2 separate regions of the Danio rerio genome follow, and region 2 is linked to region 1. A link is a contact called in public Hi-C data. All regions are on one chromosome and are shown on one strand. Each heading gives the region's core, a stretch centred on a gene start, on an enhancer-like site or on the middle of the called end of the contact. The rest is flanking DNA. Distances are from core to core; before and after follow the strand shown. Region 1 holds the start of igfbp5b (insulin-like growth factor binding protein 5b). Region 2 has its middle 350 kb from the start of igfbp5b.

What was found. A called contact is a pair of places that touch in the nucleus more often than the background predicts.
Region 2: a contact with region 1 is called in a Hi-C map of an unstated tissue, with 4 times the contacts expected there. The contact joins the enhancer-like site here to the promoter of igfbp5b in region 1. A contact is called at or near these places in 1 of 18 Hi-C or Micro-C datasets (an unstated tissue) and 1 of 4 datasets of contacts at active chromatin or transcription factors (caudal fin).

What each region holds. Positions count from the first base shown.
Region 1 is chr9:48,654,615-48,659,038 of GRCz12tu, reverse strand. igfbp5b (insulin-like growth factor binding protein 5b) reads left to right here and starts at 2,893. Exons shown (of 4, transcript NM_001126463.1): 1 at 2,893-3,583. The coding sequence starts at 3,256. LOC141376210 (a long non-coding RNA gene) reads right to left here. Exons shown (of 2, transcript XR_012385640.1): 2 at 3,088-4,424.
Region 2 is chr9:49,007,920-49,012,395 of GRCz12tu, reverse strand. No RefSeq gene overlaps it. Among named protein-coding and RNA genes, the nearest start is that of igfbp5b, 350 kb to the right of the region's middle. Within about 2 kb of position 1,540, at least 6 of the 62 cell types and tissues checked have an H3K27ac peak or open chromatin away from gene starts, as enhancers often do.

The DNA.
Region 1 (4,424 bases), core at 1,644-4,143:
TTATTAAGTGGCTAATTCATTTAAATTCGTACAGTGTAATTTGTACAATTTAGTACGATTTGCTCATCTCCCAGTGACAAATTGTGATGTTTGGTGTTAGGTGCCATGCCTCCTTTTTAAAATCTTACAATTTCATATGACTGAACTCGTACGAATTCGAACAAATTAGCCACTAAACTGACAAAAAGTAAAATACTTACGTTTTCTCATGAGATCAGGCTGTAAAAACAGTATGTGAGAAGTACCCAGATGACCTACTTCTTCTGGCAAAATTCTGAAGTGCGCATTCGAAGGACGCTACGCTATCCCGTGAGAGAATTCAGGATGAGAGTGAATTGATGCAACTGACGTGAGTGGGTCACGTGATGATAACAAAATGGCGGATGTAGTAAGTCCGAGTTCAATTCGTACTTCTTACATTCATACTGTATAGAATATACTTTTCTAACGGTCGAGTAGTACATTTTAATTAAAATGCAGCACCTACTAAGTAGTAGGACGCAGCCCATGACATGCTGCCCCTGTTAAGTTTTGTCTTTTGCATATTTAGTCATTCATTCATTTTCAGTTCGGCTTAGTCCCTTTATTAATCTGGGGTCGCCACAGCCGAATGAACCACCAACTTTCCAGCATGTTTTTTACGCAGTGGACGCCCTTCCAGCTGCAACCCATCTCAAGGAAAAACCAATCACACTCAATCACACAGATACATACACAACGGACAATTTAGCCTACCGAAAAATCACCTATAGCGCATGTCTTTGGACTTATGGGTGAAACTGAAGTACCCAGAGGGAACTCACACAAACACAGGGAGAACATGCAAACTCCACACAGAAATGCCAACTGACCCAGCCGAGGCTCGAACCAGCGACCTTCTTGCTGTGAGGTGATGCTACCCACTGTGCCACCATGTCATCCTTCGCTGATTTAACTTTTTTTGGAAATAAAATAAATATAAAATAATAGCACAATATAAAGATAATGAAATAACTCTCAAGCTATCTGTATATTATTAAGAGTACTTAATTTTTGCTATGCTTCACCATAGGATGTATTTAGGGTAGAATTCAGTAAATATGTACAAAGAAACAGGGAAATAACTAATAAGCTAGTGAGCCCTTATATTTATCCAAACATCAAACTATATAAATGTATCTATTGTCTTCAAACATGGTAAACAAAGTTTTTTTACTGCTTATTTGTCAACTAGCCATGTATCAAAACAGCAAGTACATTCTTAACAGCTGATGTCTGTCCATTTGATTCCTGAGTGTGTACAGCAGCACTGTGTAAATCTCCAATAATGAAACATTCAGCAATCATTTCACACACACACACACACACACACACACGCACACACGCACACACACACACACACACACACACAGAGAGAGCCTCTTAGCATTGCTAACAGCTCCTTCTAGCGGTCGAAATCTCCACTAGTCGAACTAAAGCTGCAAGATACTCCACACAGACACACTAGCTGGTTAAAACAAGAGACAGCATGTATGAAAGACCCAGAACAATCAAATGAAGTGAAATATCGTGCGCAGTTCTTTAAACTTGGTATCATACATCTGACAAAGAGATTCCAAAGCAAAACAGAGCAGCTCGTTTCACAGCACTGATGAACTTTACATATGGGACATGTGCAAATGCCATTTTGGAGCGCTCTATAAGGCAAATCAGGGACATGTAAACACAGCAGAGGGCCACTTGGACACTGAGCGAACGGCATGATTAAACAATCGTGTCTGCTAAATCTCATCTTTTCTAAATTGTGGTTTCGGTAGTTCAGAGTTTGGAACAGGTGGGTGTAGATTGCCTATTCTTAAACTACCACCGAGACCACTGTAATTAAAGCTCAAACGAGACTTGGCAACCGAAGGAAAGCCTCTCTGCATGACAGAAAAGAGATTTACCACAGTATTTGCCACACACCTCAGCTGGTTTTAATTGTGCGCTGCGGCGATGGGTATATGAACTTCACTGCTGCAGTCAGAAGTTATTGCTGCGCATTTATACGAGTTGTAACACCATCGGTTTAACCATTTAAAGTTACATGTGTGAAATCTCACTGTTATGAGAAGAAGTTAGTAACACCGGTTACATCTGGCATTTAAATTGCTTTGTAATGAACACAAACGAGTACAAAACTTAGTGTTTTCTACATTTTACTTAAATAGAGATGTGTTATTAGGAATGAATATAAAACTCACATGGTCAGAATTATTGGTTAAAATGGGAGTAGTTGAGATTTGAGCATGGCATAATCGTTCCCTCCAAGCACACTTTGTACTTGACATTAAAGTGAGCAGTTTATGGATAACTGCTGGATTTTAATGTGTAAAAGACTAAAGCGGGGATATTGTGTCAAAGTTTGAGACGCACAGAGCAAAGCGACACAGCGTTGCAGCAGACGCTGAACCGAAACACATCTACCCCTACTCAAACATGTTCTCTGCGCGCACTAATATACGGGTGGTGCCTATATCAGCAGAGCGATCCTAATCGTGCTCTTTTGTGTGTACTCTTCATAACGCATGTGTGAGCGAGCGACTTTATCTTGTCACATACATGTTTCCATCTGACGCGGAATCTGTTGGAAAGCCGACGAGTTCCGTGCACGAATCTGTCGCTCTACCAGCCGCAAAGTGCACGGAAGATCTCAGAGGAGCATATCTTCGATTTTGCATGGATTTGTGTTTTGCTCTGCGCTCTTGGCATCACTGCGTAAAAGACTGATCCTATTGCCGAGGGGGGAAAAAAGGCGCTGGCGCTGCGCCACGATCTGGCAAGTGCGCCTCCCTTCACCGCTGTTTGGCTTATTCATAGTTAGGGGTTTGGGTTTGGCTGTTTTTAAAAAGGCAAGCACTGCTGTGAAGTTGATCAGTCTGCTCAGAAAACTTCTAGAGGGGAAAGTGTTTTGGAATCGGAAAGTCCAGAATTTCAGTGCGCAACAACTTGTGCACAAACTGGACTACTGGAGAATACTCAAGTGAATCTTTTTTAATATATTTATATTAAAAAATCCACAGGATTCTTTCATCATCATTATCATCATCAACGTTATCATCATCATACTTTTTTTAAAGAGACTATTTTTATTTTCTCGTTTTTAAAACCCCAACCTGTGTTTTCACTTTGCATGCGGACTTTAACTCGAATCTGAGCCAGACGTCCATGCGCCCTCATATCTAGTTCTTGCTTCTTTTTAATTTCCATCGGACCTCATTCACATTGACACGAAGTATGGCTCTTCTTGTGCTGGGTACATTTCTGACGGTGTTGTCCGTCAGCGGAGGCTCTTTTGTACCGTGCGAGCCGTGCGATCAGAAGGCGCTCTCCATGTGTCCTCCGGTCCCGGTGGGCTGTCAGCTAGTGAAGGAGCCCGGCTGCGGCTGCTGCTATACTTGCGCTCTGGCGGAGGGGCAGGCGTGCGGGGTGTACACCGGTACATGCACACACGGGCTGCGCTGCCTGCCGCGCAACGGCGAGGAGAAGCCGCTTCACGCCCTGCTGCACGGCAGGGGAGTGTGTACGAACGAGAAGGGATACAAACCACCGCACCCACCCATTGGTAAGTTGACTGGGAAGCAGTGCGCCTTTGTTGCACGGAAGCATTGTTGCGTTGAGATCGTGTATCTGGTGGGAACTTTGTGGCTTGCTCTGATCCTGTTTTATGGCGTGCGCATGTTTCTGCATGAGCTTTTCTGTGTTGTGGCCGGTCTGCGCAGCTCCCTGCTTTTTTTTTTCATCATATTCCAGCGCAAGGATTAGCAAAGCCTGTTTATGTTTCATCCAAAGCCAATTATTAACAAACGATTTCCAAAGTCATCCTAGATGTTGGCTACAGTGCAGCGGGAGCACCGCGTTTTCTGGGAATGTACCATAGTATTTGTGGAACCATTGTGCAAGTACTATTGCACCACTTATGTTTTAATATTTGGATGTAGATTGTTTGTTTTATTCAAAACCATTATTATTACAAGCACGATTGCTGTTGAAAATGTATTGGGCATACAATTGGGCTCAGAGCTACCACTTTTGTAATTTAACATAGTAGTACCATAGTATTGCTTTAAAATTACCTACCATATAATGGCTAAAATAGGCATACAAATGCAATACACTGATAAAGCAATGCATAATTATATTGCTATCTGATATTTTCTTCATCTAAAGTAGAAACTGCAATCATAATATGAACATAAACATGTTTATGAATAAAAGCATTAACATATGATAGTGAATTTCAATATATAGTGAATGTTTAAAGCTGCTCTGATGCTGCATTTCATTTGCACAGACGCAAAGCAGCATCAGACTCACCAGAACTGCATAATTTATGCTGCCCAGAACTCTAAAGACGCCTCAAGAAAGACAACTCCAAACTGTTTTTCTGAGTGTGTGTGTGTGTA
Region 2 (4,476 bases), core at 291-2,790, 350 kb before region 1:
TTTGCTAGCATATATTTGCTAGTTTTAGTTACAGTGACAAATAACTACGAAAAAAATGTTTTTCAATTTTTAATCTTAGCTTAATATCTTTTTGTTTAATTTTTTGTTTAATTACAAAAAGGCATGTTGGTCTACTACATATTTAATTAAATAAATAAAAAAAAATAATAAAAAAAACACTGTGTTATTTAGCATTACTGCTACAAGAATAATTATTATTGATTATGTTATTTGTTTACCAGAACTTTAATAAGAACTGGCGGGAAATATTATATATATATATATATATATATATATATATATATATATATATATATATATATATATATATATATATATATATATATATATATATATATATATAAGCAATATCACACTAGTAGCAGTGCAATGTATATCTGCAATGGTGGGATGCGTGCATTAGGAGGCTGGCTTAGTGTCCGATTAGTGTTCCGATTCAAGAACTGTTGTATATAAGTATATAGAATAAAATATATGAATAAAATATAGTTTATTATTTTTAATCAATCAATCAGTCAAATTAATAGTATTACTAGAATCATCTGTTAGTATTATTTTAATAAACTTGAGGTTACTATTATTTTTTTTTCATGTTAAGGAAAGGTTTAATGTTGCACCACATGTTTTGCCCATTGTATAATTGTAATGTTAATTTGTAGTGTTAGCCAATAAGTGTTAAAAAAAAAATCCCAAATTATGAAGAAACTCAAACCAAATTTATAAAATGCATCCTTAAAATTCAGCAAAAAATAAATAATTAAGAGTTTGCATAAATGATCAAATAAATAGACCTCAGATCAATTATTTGAATAATATATCAAGGTGGGCGGTGGTTAGCACTGTCGCCTCACAGCAATAAGGTCACTGATTTGAGTCACAATTGACATTTCTGTCTTTGCATGTTCTTCCCGTGTTGACGTGGGTTTCTCCGGGTGCCCGTGTTTACCCCACAGTCCAAAACACATGTGCTATAGATCAATTGGGTAAAATAAATTTGCCATAGAGTACGTGTGTGTGTGTGTGTGTGTGTGTGTGTGTGTGTGTGTGTGTGTGTGTGTGTGTGTGTGTGTGTAAATGAGAGTGTATGGGTGTTTCCTAGTACTGAGTTGCAGCTGAAAGGGCATCTGCTGCTCAAAACATATGCTGGAACAGTGGCTGTTCATTCTACTGTGGCGACCTTTTAAAAGAAAACAAATTAATTAATCAAGTTTTTTTTTTTTTTTAGGTTAATGGCTTTTCAATTTTAGATCTTGGCAAATTGCAGCAGCACAAACTTCAACTCTGAAAAATAAAACACTCTCCATTTACTCTCATCGATCTCTATTAGAAACATTTGAGAAATAAAAGAGATTTGACTGTGAATTTTCACTGAAGCGTCAGGCATCTCAGCAGCAGTCGTGTATGGTCACAGCAGACCACTGCGGATCTGCTGTTGGAATTGGATGTGAAAGCAGTGCGTAACCTTTTCATCTTCACACAGCCTTAAAAAGAGCATCAGAGGGGTGTTTCCAATAACAAATCCACAATGCAGAGTTCAGCGCGGGGTCAACACAGCATCGCAGACCGCAGTCAGAGGAGCTTTACAGTTCCCTATAGCGCTCGCCCGACAAATGAGACAGACAGATCCAGAGTCAGCCCGATATCGGCTCTCCTCAAACCACAGAGCGTCTGTTCAGAAACACAGATCAGCAGTTCACAGAGTTCAGAGTTCACTCCTGGAATGCACAAAGTTAATTAGTACTAATAAGTGTCTGGAAGAGTTTTGTGGGTTTAAAAAAGAAAGGGTCATGTCTCCCGTCTTAATAATTTCATAATTAATTTCATATTCAAAGTCGCATTTACTTGTGATGAGGAAAATATTTAAGATAAATGTTTTCATTTATTACATTCTAACAAGACAACGGACCTTTTTGAACTATTTGACATCACATCCTTTATTACACAGCATAACGTGTCAATGAAAAAAATCTATATTAATAATAATTGAGAATAATTGAGAATAATTGAGTATTCATACAATATTTTTTTTTCGGCTTAGTCCAACATCTCAACCATTTGGTAAAGGCAGATATTTTAGAGATTATGGGATGTGTTAAAAAATGCATTAATTGTGTTAACTACCGACATTAGGAGTTAAGAAATGAAATAAAAAAAAATAAAATAAAATCTTTAGTTGTGACACTTAAAGGACTATTTGTAAAACAATTTAGTTTTTTAATACAAAAGTAAGATATATGAACTGTACCCTTATTTTGACCTGCTCAAACAAAACACTTTTTCTGAACGTATCAATTAAAACTCCAATACATGCACAGAAGTCTGCATGAGCATATATAGCAAATAAACTAATGTAAATATTATCCTTCTTGCTTTTTGAGCGCTGACAGGTGAGGTCTTATAAATTGTTGAAGTTGTTGTCTTCACCTGCTCAACAGAAAGGGCTGTGATCGGCTTAAGAAATTAAATCGATGTTCACCGATGGCGGGAAGAACAGCTGTGTTCAGTCTATATGCGCATAATACGCAGTTATCAGAGGTAATCCATAAAAGACAAAGTGGAAAAAACCTGCTCCTCAGGCACGCTCTTGTCTGGATCCACAAGTATCGCTTTAACAGCCAAGAGGAGAAGAAAGGTTACCTCACAAACAGGCCAGCGGGTCAAATGTCCAAAGTGAGAGAGAGAGAGGTAAATATGGCGCTTTAAAACATTTCCCTGTAGTAGTGAATTAGCAGCATGAGCTGTGCCACCTTCATTGTAGTAAGAGCGTTATTTACTCGCCCCCTTCGCCATAGTATTCTACTGCGACATCGCACATTGGAGATAAATGACGTCAGTACGTATTAACCGGTTATGATCTACTACAGAACCAATATCAATAATTTTGACACCCCTAGTAACGATTAACGATGCAGCACATAAAAAAAAAAAACTATAAAAGTATTAAACTCATCGAAAATATGTACTGAAGTAAAAGTGGAAGTAGGAGAAAAAAAAACAATACTCCAGTAGAGTACAGATACAGCCTTTTAGTACTTAACAGTAGTGAAGTAGTTCTACTTCATTACTATACATCTCGTCACATTACAACCTGCTTTCAAAAGAACTACAGTTTAAATTAAAAGTTAATTGGAATGTGATTTGATTTCAGGCTGTATGACAAATAAAGCAAATGGGTATATAAATATATTGCAACCAGCATAGCAAAACTAGTTTTTGAGCCAAATCACCTACTGTGCCTTTTACTGCTAAACAAGCAAACTATACTATACGCGCATATCTATCTCTGAGTGTCTGTGCTCCTATAGGCCTCGATGGAGCTGTGAATGAAGATGTCTGTTTGGCCTGCTCTTATGACTCGACCCCTATGGCGGTAAGTGAACACGCAAGACGGGCTCCGTTTCCAATCATGTCCCGCATCGGCCGTGTGGCTCCTGAAATTCGGCTCGGGGTGAAATTAAATGGCTGGTGTCATAAAGCCAGCAGACAATGGAGCCATTCAGACGCCGGAGTTTCCTTCAAGCGAACGCAAACACGATACTTCTGATTCAGCACTCTCTCCTCAATGTGCTCCATTCTTGCTCTTCTCCCACTGCGCTCGCCTCCTCAAAAGAGTAAATCGGCCTCCGTCACACTCAAACACGGCCATTGTGTCGCGTTTTAATGGTGATGAAGCTGATGAACATACAGTAGATTGAAGAAGCGGAGGCAATAGATAATTTGCTTGCTGCGAAATGTTAAGTGGGGGGAAAATATTAGCATTTTTTTTTAATGTAAATATTTGGTCACATTTTACAATACGGTTTGATTTGTTAATGGTATTAGGATGCATTTATTATCATGGAATAGAAATTAACAATACTTAAAACAAGCAAAATTGTCTGCCAACGGGGCATGCAAAATATTGTTTTTCATTGACATAAGAATATTTTGCTTACCAAAATGGCTGATTATTATGCTTGTATTATTATACTGGTTAATTTTGAAAAAATATTTCTGAAAACAAGATCAAATTTGTTGTTTGTCTAGAAATTGCTTCTTGATTTAAGAATTTTAGATATTACAAGAACAAAAATCTAAGCAAGAAAAACATTTGTTTTTTTCCATTTTTGAAAATCTTTGCCATTAAATAGAGTGTTGTACATTTAATAATAATAATAATAATAATAATAATAATAATAATAATAATAATAATAATAATAGTTACAATCCCAAGATTAACGAGAATGTTATTTCTCATAATTATCTACTCAATCTTAGGGCCCTTTCATACACCCGGCGCAATAGGGTGTTTGCTTTTGTTGCTATTTTCAGACCAGCGCAACCCATATTTTGACATTTTGCACCAAGCTTTTTAAATAGCAAATCTATTTGCGCCACTTTGTGGACTTATGCGTGTGCCAGTGTAAAAAGGATCTGTGTTAAGGCGCATTGTTGGTGCATTACTATTGAGAAACT